Linked DNA regions of Macaca mulatta: region 2 is linked to region 1. A link is a contact called in public Hi-C data. All regions are on one chromosome and are shown on one strand. Each heading gives the region's core, a stretch centred on a gene start, on an enhancer-like site or on the middle of the called end of the contact. The rest is flanking DNA. Distances are from core to core; before and after follow the strand shown. Region 1 holds the start of SLC39A10 (solute carrier family 39 member 10). Region 2 holds the start of DNAH7 (dynein axonemal heavy chain 7).

Region 1 (7,608 bases), core at 3,621-6,120:
ACATGGAGAAAACCTGTCTCTCCCCCAAAATACAAAAACTAGCTGGGAGTGGTGGTGGGTGCCTGTAATCCCAGCTACTCGGGAGGCTGAGGCAGGAAAATCGCCTGAGCCTGGGAAGGCAGAGGTTGCAGTGAGCCGAGATCTCGCCACTGCACTCCGGCCTGGGCAACAGAGTGAGACTCGTCTTAAGAAAAGAAAAAAAAAAGGAATATTTTTAAAAACGGATAATGAGTTATGGAGACCAAGGTTCTTACTATGTAGATGAAGCCTCCAGGTAGCAGGCTTCAGAGAGAATAAATGGTAAATGTTTTTTATCAGACTTTAAAAGATGCCAGACTCTTAGTTAATTCTCTCCTGGATCAGGGAAGAGACTTGGAAAGGGAAGGAGATTCTCTACAGCAGGGGTCCCCCAACCCCTAGACTGTTTCGGGTGCATGGCCTGTTAGGAACGGGGCCACAAAGCAGGAGGTGAGTGTCAGGCAGTGAGCATTACTGCCTGAGTTCCACCTCCTGTCAGATCAACGGTGGCATTAGATTCTCATAGGAGTGCAAACCCTATGGTGAACTGTGTATGTGAGGGATCTAGGTTGTGCAGTCCTTATGAGAATCTAACTAATGCCTGATAATCTGAGGTGGAACAGTTTCATCCCAAAACCGTCCCCACCCACCCCCATCTGTGGAAAAACTGTCTTCCAGGAAACCAGTCTCTGGTGCCAAAAAAGTTGGGGACTGCTGCTCTACAGAATGTAGATGTTCCCCACAAGAGACAGTTTGCAAGGCCATTTCAAAACATGTCAAAGAAATATATTTTGGAGAAAAAGTACTTTGAATTCTTTCAGAGCCTGCTATCTGTCAAGTTGGTATCTTATTGCTACAATCTCTTTCCTCAGTCCTAAGGTCTGTTTTCTTGTTAATGCTGGTCATCTGTGCCTGAATTTTTTTTTGAGATGGAGTCTTCCTCTGTTGCCCAGGCTGGAGTAGAGTGGCACAATCTTGGCTTACTGCAACCTCTGCCTCCTGGGTTCAAGCAAGTCTACCTGCCTCAACCTCCCGTGTAGCTGGGATTACAGGTGCCCACCACCACACCTGGCTAATTTTTGTATTTTGAGTAGAGATGGGGTTTTGCCATGTTGGCCAGCTGGTCTTAAACTCCTGACCTCAGGTGATCCACCTGCCTTGGCCACCATAAGTGCTGGGATTACAGGTGTGAGCCACCACACCCAGCCTGAATTTTAAAGTGAGGAGAATATAATGAGGCATGTTCAACCATCCATTCCCATCATGCCCGGTACTAGTGTTTCAGGCTGACTTTGGAATGCCTTTGGCAAAGAAGAGGTGACCATTCAGTTAGTTGGGAGGCTTAAAATTTTATTTTTGGTTCATAGCCTCTCTAGGCATAGCTTTGTCTAAAGTAAACTTTTTGGCCATGTAAAACTAATAGTTTAAACTCGAGATGAATTTAAGAAGGGGTCTTTATCATTGGTTATTACTAATCTTGAATCACAGAAAGAACAAGTGAGTTTGAAAGGCCTGATTTCTTAGAATTAGTCATGTTCTTCATAGATTTCATTAAAGACTCTTAACTTTGTTTGTATGATGACTATTTTCTCCTCTGTAAGAGGGAAACCCAGGTTTATGACATGGACTTTCTTTAGCCACTACTAAAGATTGGGGTATGAAGTATGTTTTCTTATTTCCTCTTTTGTATTAATAGTTGGTTCTTTTCAAATCCTCTGAGGGGCAAAAAGACCCTTGGATTTACTATATCATGTCTCACAAATGTAGACTGTCACATTTGAAATTTTACATATGTGAACTAATACTGTGGCTGAAGCAGTATGAATAAGCTAAAGAATGAAAGGTAAACCATTTACACATAATTCAGTACCGCGCTTTTCCCCCAGTACTGAAAATCATTTATACTATTTTTATAGTTCAGATGAGCCTCTTTATGAATCAAGTGAGGTGACTGGAAAAAGAAAATGTCTTACACTTTGAGAAAGTTTTATGATTCTAACATATTAGAAATTCTTTACCCTAACATATTACTTGTATATAAAACTGGTAAAAATAAAACGAAATTTGTATAGTGATATTGTTGCTGTAGTGTCCATTATTTGACTCAGCAGGTGATTTTGGGTAAGCCTGCAAGTCATTTTCTGAGATTCCTTTTCTCAGTAGGAAAAGTAATATGCTAGTATGCAGATTAATCATTTATTCTATCTGATAGTTTTGCTTGAAAATCTGCCCGAATCAGTGGGTATACACTTGAAGGTATATACATGTTTGGGTGAGTTTAAAAAGTGTTAGGAAACATAGTATCTATTTTCTTTTTTTTTTTTTTTTTTTTTTTTTTTTTTTTGAGACGGAGTCTCGCTGTGTCGCCCAGGCTGGAGTGCAGTGGCCGGATCTCAGCTCACTGCAAGCTCTGCCTCCCGGGTTTTTACGCCATTCTCCTGCCTCAGCCTCCCGAGTAGCCGGGACTACAGGCGCCCGCCACCTCGCCCGGCTAGTTTTTTGTATTTTTTAGTAGAGACGGGGTTTCACCGTGTTAGTCAGGATGGTCTCGAACTCCTGACCTCGTGATCCGCCCGTCTCGGCCTCCCAAAGTGCTGGGATTACAGGCTTGAGCCACCACGCCCGGCATAGTATCTATTTTCAAGTTGCTCACCACATAGTTTTCTATAGGGATGATATTTAAAATGTGTAACAATTAGTAAAGAATAGGCACCAACCAATTAAAACGGGAGTGACTAATAAGAGCTGGGTCCTAAGGGCTCTATCTTAGCCAGGTATTAACCCACTAGTTCCTAAAATGTGGAGGTCTGGGGAATCTTGAGAGGAAGGACTGGCATAGGGGTGAGAAGCATGGGGGTATACCACTCAGAGTTGCAGCTGTGAATCAACTTGCATGGAAGTATTTCAGTATTTGATTAGTTGGTTCAGCCGTACTTGTGTGTACCAGCTGAACATTATCCTTGTATATCCATAACTAAAAAAGCAGTGTAGGTGCCCTAAAATATAAGGAATGCAAGTGATATATCTTATTGATATTTGAAAGAAAGGTTATGTATGTTTTAAGGGTGTCGATAATAATGTGCTCAATAAAATAATTATGAGTCATAAACTATCAAGCTAATTTGGAAGCTGCTTATACTTTTCACACAAAGGATGTACTATCATGATTTTATGAACTTTAAGGACTTTAGTTCTAGGATGAACCTTAGAATATATTTAAAACAATCCCCTTAATCTATCAATGAATCTGAGGACCACAGCCGTTGTCTCACATTTAGTGGCAATGGTGAGACTTGAAACTAGGACTCAGGCTTAATCTCTTTCCTCCACACGTCAGCACTTCTCCCTTTGTAAGCAGAAGTGAGGTTCATGCCCTGGCTTTGAAACAAGGAAAAGGGCATATGAGTAGTTCAGTGTTCTGAACTACGCATGGCAATCAGTAGGCATTTATTAAGCACAATTTTCGTTGTTTTGATATTTTTTGTAGAGATACAAAACAAAAAATAATCTTCTTTCATGAAGGTATAATATGCAGGTTAGCGGGACTACCTAGCCGTCCATACTGAATGGGTTTGGAAATCACAACTCTTTTCTCTACCTGCTCTGTGATACCAGGCAAGTTAAAGATTTGTGTGCCTCAGTTTCCTACCTCACCGTATTATGGGGATTAAATTTATATATATGTAAAACACTTGGGGAGTACTTGACACATAGTGAAGCCTGCGATTACTGCTGTTCATGGTTTTATGTTCTCTACTAGACACCAGTAAGGCACCCCCATAACTCGCTCTATTAAGTAGATTCTGGTTGGATATAGAAACCCAGGCACCCCAGGCGGAATGCAGATAAGCCTCAACATGTGGATTAAGAGCCAGGAAGCAGAGTAATGAAGCAAAAGATGTCCAGAGTCACCTTTTAAGAAAATGTGGGTTGGTGGTTGCTTAAGAGGGGAGGAGACAATTTAGATGAGAGGTATGGTGCGAGCAAAGGGCAAGAATGAGCACGGTGTAGGCACAAGTCCATGGAACTGCTTGGCCAGATCGGGATTTCTTTTCTCATAGAGTGTTAAGAAATAATAAATCAATTGAGGAGTAGAGGGGTGAAGACCTTGGAAAGTTACCAAAAGCCTCGAGAATTTGTCTAAATGCGTGACATGTTCTCAGGACTCAACTCTTTCTTTCTGGCTTGGAAGACCCGCAGTAAGTGTGGTCTAGAATTAAATGGGTGGGAGGGGAGCTAGGCAAAACACCTCGCACTTAGCACTAAATAAAGTTCGCTGTCGCCCTAAGAGATTGAAAAGGTTTCTTTAACAAAGGGGGCGGGATTAACTTAACGTAGATGTTTAACTCGTATACAGATGAACATTCCAGATGCTCACTCTGAAGCTTTTTGGCTACAGCATTTGGGTTTAGAGCTTCCATTACTCATCCGACTCGCCCAAGGCCTCAGCAACCGACGTTCTAAAGCCAGGAGAAAAGGCGAATGATAAAGGGCGCTCCACGCATGCGTTAAGAAGCTGCCCCAACTCCCCCGCGGCGTTCTTTCTTGGAACAAAACTAGCGCGGAGACACGGAACTCCGCAGTTTGCGTATACTTGAATTTCCTATTGCTCGGACGATCCGTGTGGAATCCGTGAGTAGTGCGGCTCCTTTACGCAACTGGCGTTATCCGAAGTGAATAGCTAGGTGGCGCGTGTACGCCCATAGCGTAGCACCCATAGGCGGACGGGGTGCGGCTGCGCAGGGAGCTGAGTGGCCCTTGTACGCCGCTAGCGTAGCAGGGTGTCTGACGCGCGGGTTTCTGCGACGCAGTTAGCGCAGTCGGCTTTGGTGAATACACGATTTGGTGCAGCCGGGGTTTGGTACCGAGCGGAGAGGAGATGCACACGGCACTCGAGTGTGAGGTAACTATAAAACCCCGATTTGTTTACATTCCCTCCCCCAGAACCGGCCCCGTGCGCGGCGGAGACTGCGAGTCCCGGGACGGCGCGGGGGTAGAAAGGGAGAACAGAACCGGGGAGTCGGGGCTGGGTCCCTCGGGGATGCGGGCGCTGGGGTTCCGCGGCTGCTGCAGTCGGCGGCAGCGAGCCGAAGCAGAGCGCGTGGTGGGCAGCGTGTTGGGCGTCTCGGCTCCTCGTGTGCGGTCTGGGCTGCTGCGGGCCGCGGGATCGGGAGCCGGCGGCGTCCGCTCCGCGTGCGGAGCCTCGCGCCCCCCTCACCCTCCTGTGGAGGTTGGCTGAGCCTCGCGGGCCGCGCCCGGGGTGGGGGAGTGACCGCTGGGCGGGCGGCGGCGGTTAGGGGGCTGCGCGCCGGCCGCGGATGGCGTCGCCGGCGCGGGCGGGCAGGTCTTCGGGGGCTTGGCGACCAAGCGACCCGGTTTCTTCCTGTCTAGTCGTCCTCTCTGGTGTATAATGGGGCCAGGGGACCCCGGGATGGAGCCTCGGCGCCGCTGTTCCGGACCGAGGCTAACGGACGGCGGCGCCTCTGCTCCTACTAGTTTTCTCCCGGACCAACCGAAAAGCCGAGGCGGAGCGCGGGGTAGTGAAGATCTCGGCCTGTTGGGGGTCCCTGGAGCTGAGGGCAAGGGTGGGGCCGGGTCGGTGGGACAGGCCGGGTGGGCCGGAGGTGGCGCGGCAGCTCGGCTTTGTTCCGGAAAGCCCTTAGGTGGAGAGCAATGTGGGGCGCGGCAGAGGGAGCGTGTAGAGGAACCTTCGTGCACAGCCTCTCCGGGTCTGGAGATCTGCTGAACTCCTTGCCTCTCTTGGGGTCCCCCGAACGCCCTAGCTAAGAAGGGCGGGGGGCCTTGCCAGGGCAGGAGCGACATGACGTTCAAGGTTTTCCTGTGGCTTCTGTAAAGAAATGTTCACGTGGGAGCTTGTCCACATGGGCTGTACTAAGGATCTGGCACGAGGAAGAAATATCACTGCAGAATCTGAAGCCCTCCGTTGGAAGGGTCGTTCTCTCGAGTACCTATTCTAAGTGACAGTGACACAAAACACATGTTAGAAAAAAGCAAAAAGGATGGTAGGTTATACTGGTTTTCTTAAAAAAACTTTAATTTATGCTTTTTGCTGTTAAGTCCTCTAATTTCACATTGGAACTGAGTCATTCTTGGAGCAAAACTAGAGTGTAATAGATTTACATTTCCTTTGTGTTTTCTTTTTCGATATGTATCTAAATTGTACATAATTAAGAACAAGCAAGTAATGGAAAAGCTGGAGATGTAGAATTTAGTTCCTTCTAACTTAGTATGCAATTGAAAGCCTCAACTCGAGACTCCTGTGTATTGTTTTATATTAGGACTCTTGTACAAATATTTGAGAACCTTAATATGAGTTAGTTACTTTTTCTAGATCTTGGGGATCCATGCCAGACAACGCACATTCTACAGACACTGGTTACTCCAGTGGCTCCTTACTGGAAACAGATACATAATATCAGTGATAAGTGCTGTGAAGAAAATAAAACAACGATGTGCTGGTAGGGATTTTTAACTTTTTTGTGTGATGAACCACAGAATGATGGTTTTAAATGTATGAAATACATAGAATTGCAACAAAAACCAGTTGGAATGAAATACTTAATGAAGATATTAAATATGACATCTATGTGTCAGTAAAGCATTAGCGAGGACTGTAAATGATCTTTAAAGAGTTTAGCTTAAATTTAATCTAAAATTCCTATCAGGTATTTCACATCGCTGTAATTTTTGCCTGCATTCGTAACTGAAGAGATTAAATTTTTTTTAATCTTTTATAAAAAAAAAATAAATCTTTTTTTTTTTTTCCTGACCACATTCACAAACATTCTGCGTTCTGTACATATACCCCTGGATAAGAACCCCTGTGCAAGAATGACTTTGGTGCTACTTCAAAAGGAGTGGTTAGGGAAGACCTCATAGGAAATGACATCAATAATATATTGCATGATAACCTATACTAGTTCTTACTGTTACCAATTTAAATTCTAACCGCTTGAAAGCTAACACGGTCCTTCCCTTTTTTTTGAGCACCTGATTTGAAGTACTTTGAGTAGGCCTCAAGTGTAGTATGCAAGTACTAATTAGGGGGTGTGCCTTTTTTCAAAAGTGATTTTTGGAGAAGATAGGATGTAGTATTATAGCAAGGATAATTCAGCATCTGGGATCATTTGTTTCTGATTAGAGAAATTTACCTTGTTAATACTCTGTTCACCCAACCCTTCTACCCTCAGTGTTGACCGATACTGGAAAAAATTGAAGGCTTTGGAGTTAAATTTTAAAGGTTCAAAACCATGATCTATTAATTAGTTGGCTTACCTTGAGGAAGTTGCTAATCTTAATTTTCTGTTTGAACTTCAAGTACAAAAACCCTACTCACACACTTAATTGTGACCATTAAATGAGATAACCAAAAGGCTGAAGATGATAGTGAATTGATTTTACCTTTTTTCTACATACAGACGTTTCAGTTCTTTCATTAGTGGTTGAAGCACTGTGTTCCTTTTCTTCCTCCACCCCCTCCTTGACTACCTCCAGAATGAGCTTTGATGGTCTCTACTGGGCCTTTGGGGGGGGGGGGGCGGGGGCGGGGATACAGTTATCCTGTTGTTT
Region 2 (7,608 bases), core at 2,518-5,017, 420 kb after region 1:
GATTCCTGATAGGTCTTGAAATCTGTAGGGCAATTCCCTCCACTTTACTGTTCTTAAAAATTATCATAAACAATCTTGATCTTTTCCTACCATGTGAAATTTAGGATCTACATTGCATAAACTTTTTAGGACAATGACAGGAACACAATGAATACTGAGTCTTCTCTCTTTTGAGCACAATATATTTTTTTACTTATTCAGATTCTGGGAGCATATCCTTCAGAAACATTTTGTAGTAGTCTTCATAAGGGTGTCATATGTCTTTTCTAGATTTATTCTTAGGTATAAATATTTTAAATGAAAAATTCATCTTAGGACCTCAACAACTGTTAATCCAACTGATTTATGGACAGGGAACTGTCTATGAAGATTGCATCCATTTATAATAATATCTGTGATGGTTGTACTCTGCCTCAGATCAAGTCTTTACCCTCTTCTTCCTGCTCTGTGCGTGGGAGGTTGAATTCTACAGATGGACATCATCTGTGCCCTCAGTTCTCTGACTTCTGATAGGGATTAACCAGAAAAGTCACCAGGAGGAGACTGAAGAGCAGGAGGACAGAAAGTTTAGGATATTTGTTTCCCAGTCTTTCCTATTCTCTGTAGTTCTGATAGTGGCTGAATTCTTCCAGACCTCAGCTCCTGTCAGGAAGCTACCATTCAAAGTATCTAGCACTCATCAGGGTCTGAGAATAATGTTCAGTTTCAATGACCAATCAGGCCTAACCATGGTAATGGCATCCTACTGTCCTACTGCTGTTAATCCTTGAGTGTCTCTTTATCCCTCGTGGTCCCCTTAACCTTACCGACACCTCTACAAATGGTCTTTTTATAACCGTTCTTCAGTTAAGTCCTTTTGAGTATGCCATCTGTCTTCTGTTAGGATTCTGACTAATATAATTTTACATTCTAAACTTAAAATTGCTAAAGAGTCTAGGTCTTCCTTAAATAGTTCGGCTTTGCATTTTGTTTTTACTTCGCTGATTTTCACCTACTTGACTACTGGAAGAGATGTCATAAACTTGGTATAGCTCAAATATTAACTATCCTGATCAAATGACTAGAATCTATAAATGTGTCTGGTTAAATCAACAAAAACCTCTCAAAATTTAGTAGTACTGATTTAAATATAGTTGTCAATTGTCACATGTTTGAGTTGTGGTTGTTAAAGTTATCACCCTGCTGTTGGTCTCATATCCAACTTTTTTCATTCTTTCCCCTTTTTAAGCAATGACACTTTAAAAACATGATGAAGGAAAACGGAATGAGCATAACATCGTATAAACACAAATTACTTGATTCCATAACTAGAAAAAGTGCTGGGGTAGAAAAAGACCGACAGCTTTTTCCTCTTTTCTGCCCACAATCTGTAGTATATCTGTGGGGAGCTTCCTGGTCTTTGAATATTTGTGCTTTTAAACCTCTGAAAGTTTTTCAACTGATACTAAAAATGCCTTTTAAAGTTTTAACTCATTTTAAAAATGAAATGAGCAATTGCAAAAGATTTATATTTCTTCTAAATACCTAATTTAAGAGAAAAGCCCAGACTGCTATTCCTGAAAAATTCCATGTCACTCTCAACCTTCCACTAATGAGATGAATATGTTAAAATCTCCTTCAGCAAATACGATTTTACCACCTGCTCACTTTCTCAAACTGAATGAATATACAAGTAAATGTCACATAAAAAATGGCATTTCCAAAAGTTTAATCCATTCTGTTTGTTTTAGGTTAAAATATAAAAACTTTCATCCTTCCAAAGGAAAACTACACTCTAAATTAGCATAAATGAAAGTCTCAAGATTAGTTTTTAAATTACAAATCAACCAAAACAGTGATAGAGGGCCCTCTGCTGTTCAAAAACAGTAAGTGGAAAATGGAAATCATGTCCATTCTTTTAAGATCCCGCTGCCTCTTCAGTAAATCACAACCTTTCAGGCGGGGGAGTGAGAGACTAGGGTGTCATTTCCCAACACTACTTTTATAAAGATGAAGTAAAATTTACAACTTAACGGCTGATTGGTTTTTAGTGGATATTTTTTAGTTGTAGATGGGTAAGTTAGGGGAATTGTGAAAAATAGCCATTGAGAAATACCATTGGAAATGTGATAGAAGTGTATTTTAAACTCTAACAACGTAGGATATGGTTCAAGATCTGACCAAAGACTAAATTTGGGCAAGAAGCAAAGAAGCTGCTCAATATATAATAATGGTGACGATAACAAATGTTATTAAATCTGATCACATTAATATCACGTAGAAAAAAAATACTAGTAAGATGTATTAAACAATTGCTCAGTGTTTTTGGTTACTTGTATCTGAATTCTTTGTTTTTTGCTTGCTCATTTACTCTTTTATTATTAATACCAATACTAATCATACTTTAGCATATGAACCAAAGTGTCCATTTCTCAGTTCTTAAGTTACACTTATTTTTTTAAAAAAAAGGCTCAAACCAAATTTTCTTGGGCATTTCAGGTATTAATTACTTATTTGATTAATTAACCAATTAGGATCTTCACATAATTCTGTGAGTAATGTACAACTCAATGGATAGGAGACTAAATCCGTCTTAATACCGTTTCCACAGTAAATTCTAACACTACCGAAAAAAGCATTATAAAGCAATTAAAAAGAAATAATTATAGTTTAATATTGTTTAAAAGCTAAATGAAATTTGCAGGCTTAAAAACAACTGTTTTTCTTCCACGAAGTTTATAGGGTCTTTTTCCTTATTCATCACTACGTAGAAAGCTAAGGTTGTTTTCTAGTTAGCCAGAATAATGCCCACGCTTAACATCTTCTCATGCTGTGCTGATATTAAGACGATTGACCATCGTTCTGCCTTTCTTTCTGTTAGTTGCTCTTAAGTCAATAAAGAAAGAATTCTTAGAAGAAAAAGGAGAGAAAGAGAAAGAAAAAAGAGAAAGAAAAGCAGCTACTGCAAAATATATATTTTATCACATACTAGGGAATATCATCTTAAGAAGTGCCATTTGTCACTTACCAAGGCCTTTCATGTATAGTATAATACTGTTATGGTATGGGATGGTCTCTTATTTGAAATTGACAACAACCTCAGAAAGAAGAAAAGTTGTTCTGGTGTCTGGTGTTTCCCCCGCTCTGCGTAAGAGGTGGGAGAATCAAGGTTTAGAAAGACTAGGAGATTTGCCCAAAGTCACACGGCTAGGAATTGGCTTCGATTCCCACCCTAGAACCCAAACCCGTGGCAACTCCTCGCATAGCCGCCTCTCACCCAAGCACACTTCTATTAGCATTCTGGGGGTGCTCTGGGCTGTGGCTCCCCCTGCTGGCGCACCACTGGGCTGCTAGGTTTGGTTGTTATGACGACCAAGGGCGAATAGCTGGGAAGGGAACGTATAAGGGCATTCGCGGAAAGCGCTCAGAAACCCAGGCCATAAGTGGAGGGAAGGAAGCTGTACACCGTGGAGTCACAGCTGGGGAGTTTGGTGGGCAGGACGGGCTTCCACCACTTCTGAAACGCCTGGGAAGCGTCGCGGCGGCGGCGAGCCTGGCAAAGAGCAGCCCTCTCACCTGCTCACTGCTCATGGCTGTGAGGACGCGCTGGCCTCACCGGCGCTTCTGGGTCGCTCCTGCCGCAGCACCCCCTAGAACGATAGAGGCTGCACGCCGGGACCTGCCGACGGTCTCAGCTCCCTCTGCGCCAGGGCAGTCTAGCGTCCCGGCAGCCTTTGTTGCTAAGCAACAGGCCCGCGCAGGTTCCATTTCCGGTTATCTGTTGCTTCTGGGGCTGGACCCGGAAGCTGGCGCGCGCTCCGCAAGAGGAGCTTTCCGGGGCGCCCCTGCTAGGGTGGTGAGGTCTAAGGTGTGCGTTGAACAACCAAGGACACTGGGTGGGTCCCTCCAATATCCTCTGATTACTGAAGTAGATCCTCACAGTTCCGCACCCTCCTTCTAACTGAGCTGGGTGCCTGGGACCGCTGCCTTAACCCCTCAGAGGTCTCGGAGAAACACCGGAATGAAATGATTACAAATTTCATTGCTAATGTGGGCGAGTGGAATAATGCGAACAAAGCATGCAAAGGCAGGAGCCAGTAAACACCTTTCATCATTCATGTGCTTCCAACCCCTGTGCTGTTGACTCTTCTCACACTCTAGAAAACTATCCTTTGGAAGAATACCAGTAAAGGAAACTTCCAACAATTCTTGAAACCAACATTCACAGATGGTTTACTACATGAAAAGTGGTGTGCTAAGCCCAAATGTGACCAAGACATAATTCTTTAGCCACAGGCTAGGGGGGTGTCCAAGCAAGCACTTAGCATGTAGTGGAGACGGTGCTAGGAATGGCAGTCCTCAAGGAGAACATAAAGCACCAGCTATTTTTCTCACGGAGGGTATGGAAGGGATATGGAAGCTGAAATGTGAAGGAAGAAGAAATGCCAGGCGAAGAATGCCAGGCAAAAAGCAGGTCACATACAAAGACCTGAGACAAGAGAGCATAGCTATTGGAAGTAGTGAAAATGGTTCTGAAAGGTTGACGGAGTAGCTTTGGGTAAAGGGGATTGGAGCCAGTCTAGAGATGAAGCTGAGGTGATAAGCAGGTGGTATATCTTAAAGGACCCTATAAAAGGGCAGGAGTTTGGATGTCAAAAGCAACTGACCTCCACTGAAAAGTTTTATGCTAAGAAATGGCACAATTCCATCCTGAAATTAACGAGGAACCTCAAGTGGACATAAATAGACAAAACAATCTTGAAATTGAAGAATACAGTTGGAGTACTCACACTTCTTTTTTTTTTTTTTTTTTTTTTTTTTTTTTTTTTTTTTTGAGACGGAGTCTTGCTCTGTCGCTCGGGCTGGAGTGCAGTGGCCGGATCTCAGTTCACTGCAAGCTCCGCCTCCCGGGTTTACGCCATTCTCCTGCCTCAGCCTCCCGGGTAGCTGGGACTACAGGCGCCCGCCACCTCGCCCAGCTAGTTTTTTGTATTTTTTAGTAGAGACGGGGTTTCACCGTGTTAGCCAGGATGGTCTCAATCTCCTGACCTCCTGATCTCCTGATCTGCCCCTCTCGGCCTCCCAAAATGCTGGGATTACAGGCTTGAGCCACCGCGCCCGGCCTCACATTTCTTGATTTCAGAACTTACTACAAAACTATAGTGACCTTAACAATTTATTTTCAACAAATGATGTTGGGAAAACTAAATGTCCATATGCGGAAAAAATGCATTTGGACCTTTACCTAAAATCATTATATACAAAATTATCTCAAAATTGATCAAAGATGTAACTGTAAGGTCTTAAACTATAAAACTCTTAGAAGAAAACTTAGAAGAACCGCTTCACGACACTGGATTTGGCAGTGATTTCTTGGACATGACACCAAAACGACAAAGAAAAAATAGACAATTCGGTTGCATCAGAATAAAAAACCTTTGTGCATCAAAGAATACTCTCATCAGTAAAAAGACAGTCCACACAGGCCGGGTGCGGTGGCTCACGCCTGTAATCCCAGCACTTTGGAAGGCCAAGGCGGGTGGATCACGAAGTCAGGAGATCGAGACCATTCTTCCTAACACGGTGAAACCCCATCTCTACTAAAAATACAACAACAACAACAAAAAATAGCCAGGCGCGGTGGCGGGCACCTGTAGTGCCAGCTACTCAGGAGGCTGAGGCAGGAGAATGGCATGAACCTGGGAGGGGGAGGTTGCAGTGAGCTGAGATCGTGCACTGCATTCCAGCCTGGGCAATAGAGTGAGACTCCATCTCAAAAAAAAAAAAAAAAAAAAAAAAATCCACAGAATGGAAGCAAATATTTGCAAATCTGATGAAGGATTAATGTACAGAATATTAACAAGTGTTAATGAGGATGTAGAGAAATTGGAACTCTTGTGCACCACTGCTGAGAATGTAAAATGGTGCAGCTGGTATGGAAAATAGTATGGCAGTTCCTCCAAAAATTAAAATAGAAATACCTTATGATCCAACAATTCCACTTCTGGTACAAATCCAAAGAAGTGAAAGCTGGGACACAAACATATATATATGCTCATATTTATAGCAGCATTATTCACAATAGTCAAAAGGTGAAGCAACCCAAATGTCCCTTGATAGACAAATGCATAAACAAAATGTAGCATATACATTCAGCCTTTTAAAAAGGAAGGAAATTCTGACACATTGCCACATCTCTACATCTGCTACAACATAGATAAAACTTGAAGACATTATGACAACTGAAATTGGCCAGTCACAAAATAAAAAAAAATACGGTATGATTCCACTCATCTGAGATAGGTAGAGTAACCAAATGTATATAGAAAGAAATTAGAATGGTGGTTGCCAGGGACTGGAAGAGGGAGGGCCAAGAAAGGGAATGAGGGAATTAATGTTTAATGGGTACAGAGTTTCAATTATGCAAGATGAAAAAAAAAATTGAAGATGAATGGTGGTGATGGTTGTACCACAATGTGAATGGACTTCATGCTGCTGAATCGTACACTTGACAATGATTAGAATGGTAAATTTTATGCTATATATGTTTTACCATAATTTTAGAAATTTATTATAAATATCCTTAAAATAAGAGGAGGAAAACTGAAGCCAAAAATAAAGAAGGAAAAATGACAGGAACATATTCCCATTTTACAGAAACCACCCTAATTTCAGCATGGTAGAAGAAAAGGAGGTAGGTGGGACTGGCAGAGAGACCTGTTAGAAGACTATTACAAGAGTACAGTGAGGGATGAGTATGGCTGGAATTGAGCCAATGACAGTAGGAATGGAGCAGATACATTCAAGAGACATGCGGGAGATGACTTCATTAAGTAGTAGATGTTTAAAGTAAAAGTAGGTTGAGGATCATTTTACTGCTTTGGATACCTGAATGGATGGTGGTATTATTCACTGAGTAAAAAAAAAGGAGAAGAATAAACAGGCTTTACAGAGACAGTGATGAGTCCAGCATTGGGCACGTTGAGTGTGAGATAGCTATAGGACATGGAAGTGTGTATATGGCTGGTAGACATTGCACATATTGGTCAGAGCTCAGAAGATAATTCCTGGGCTAAGGACATGGATCTGAAGCTAACATATAAATGACATCTGAATCCATGAGCATACATGAAATGGTTTGAGGAGTGTGTAGGGACAGAACAGCAAGGAACCTAGTAAAGAAAAAACTAATACCTAAACACTAACAATCTTTATGAACTGGATAGAGGGGGATCCTGCAAAGAAAACTGAGAAAAAGTTAGCTAGAGATAACAGGGAACTCAGAGTATAGAATCATAGAAACCAAGAAAAACAATATTTCAGGAAAAAGAATATAGAGAACAGTATCAAAAGCTTCTGACAATATGTAATCTAAGGATTTAAAGGTATCCATTGGATAGAGTGCCAAATAAGTCATTGGTGAATGTGGCAAAGGAGTTTCAGTACAATGCAGTGGGAGGATTTGGGGCCAGATTCCAGAGGCTGAAGAGTGAAAGGAGGGAGACCACCAGAATAGACAATCTTCAGAAAGTTTAGGTTATGAACAAGAGAGAGAGACTGGGGACTAAAAGGATTCAGGGAGAGAGGCACTATATTTTTTCAAATAGGAAAGTTTTGTTTGTGTTTAAA

What was found. Hi-C and Micro-C count contacts between places; a contact is called where the count stands out from the background.
Region 2: a Hi-C map of fetal cortical plate shows a contact between it and region 1, with 3 times the contacts expected there. The contact joins the promoter of DNAH7 here to the promoter of SLC39A10 in region 1. A contact is called at or near these places in 2 of 14 Hi-C or Micro-C datasets (fetal cortex germinal zone and fetal cortical plate).

What each region holds. Positions count from the first base shown.
Region 1 is chr12:100,615,196-100,622,803 of T2T-MMU8v2.0, forward strand. It overlaps SLC39A10 (solute carrier family 39 member 10), which reads left to right and starts at 4,871. Exons shown (of 10, transcript NM_001260918.1): 1 at 4,871-4,921.
Region 2 is chr12:101,037,895-101,045,502 of T2T-MMU8v2.0, forward strand. DNAH7 (dynein axonemal heavy chain 7) reads right to left here and starts at 3,768. Exons shown (of 65, transcript XM_015131765.3): 1 at 3,556-3,768. The coding sequence starts at 3,570.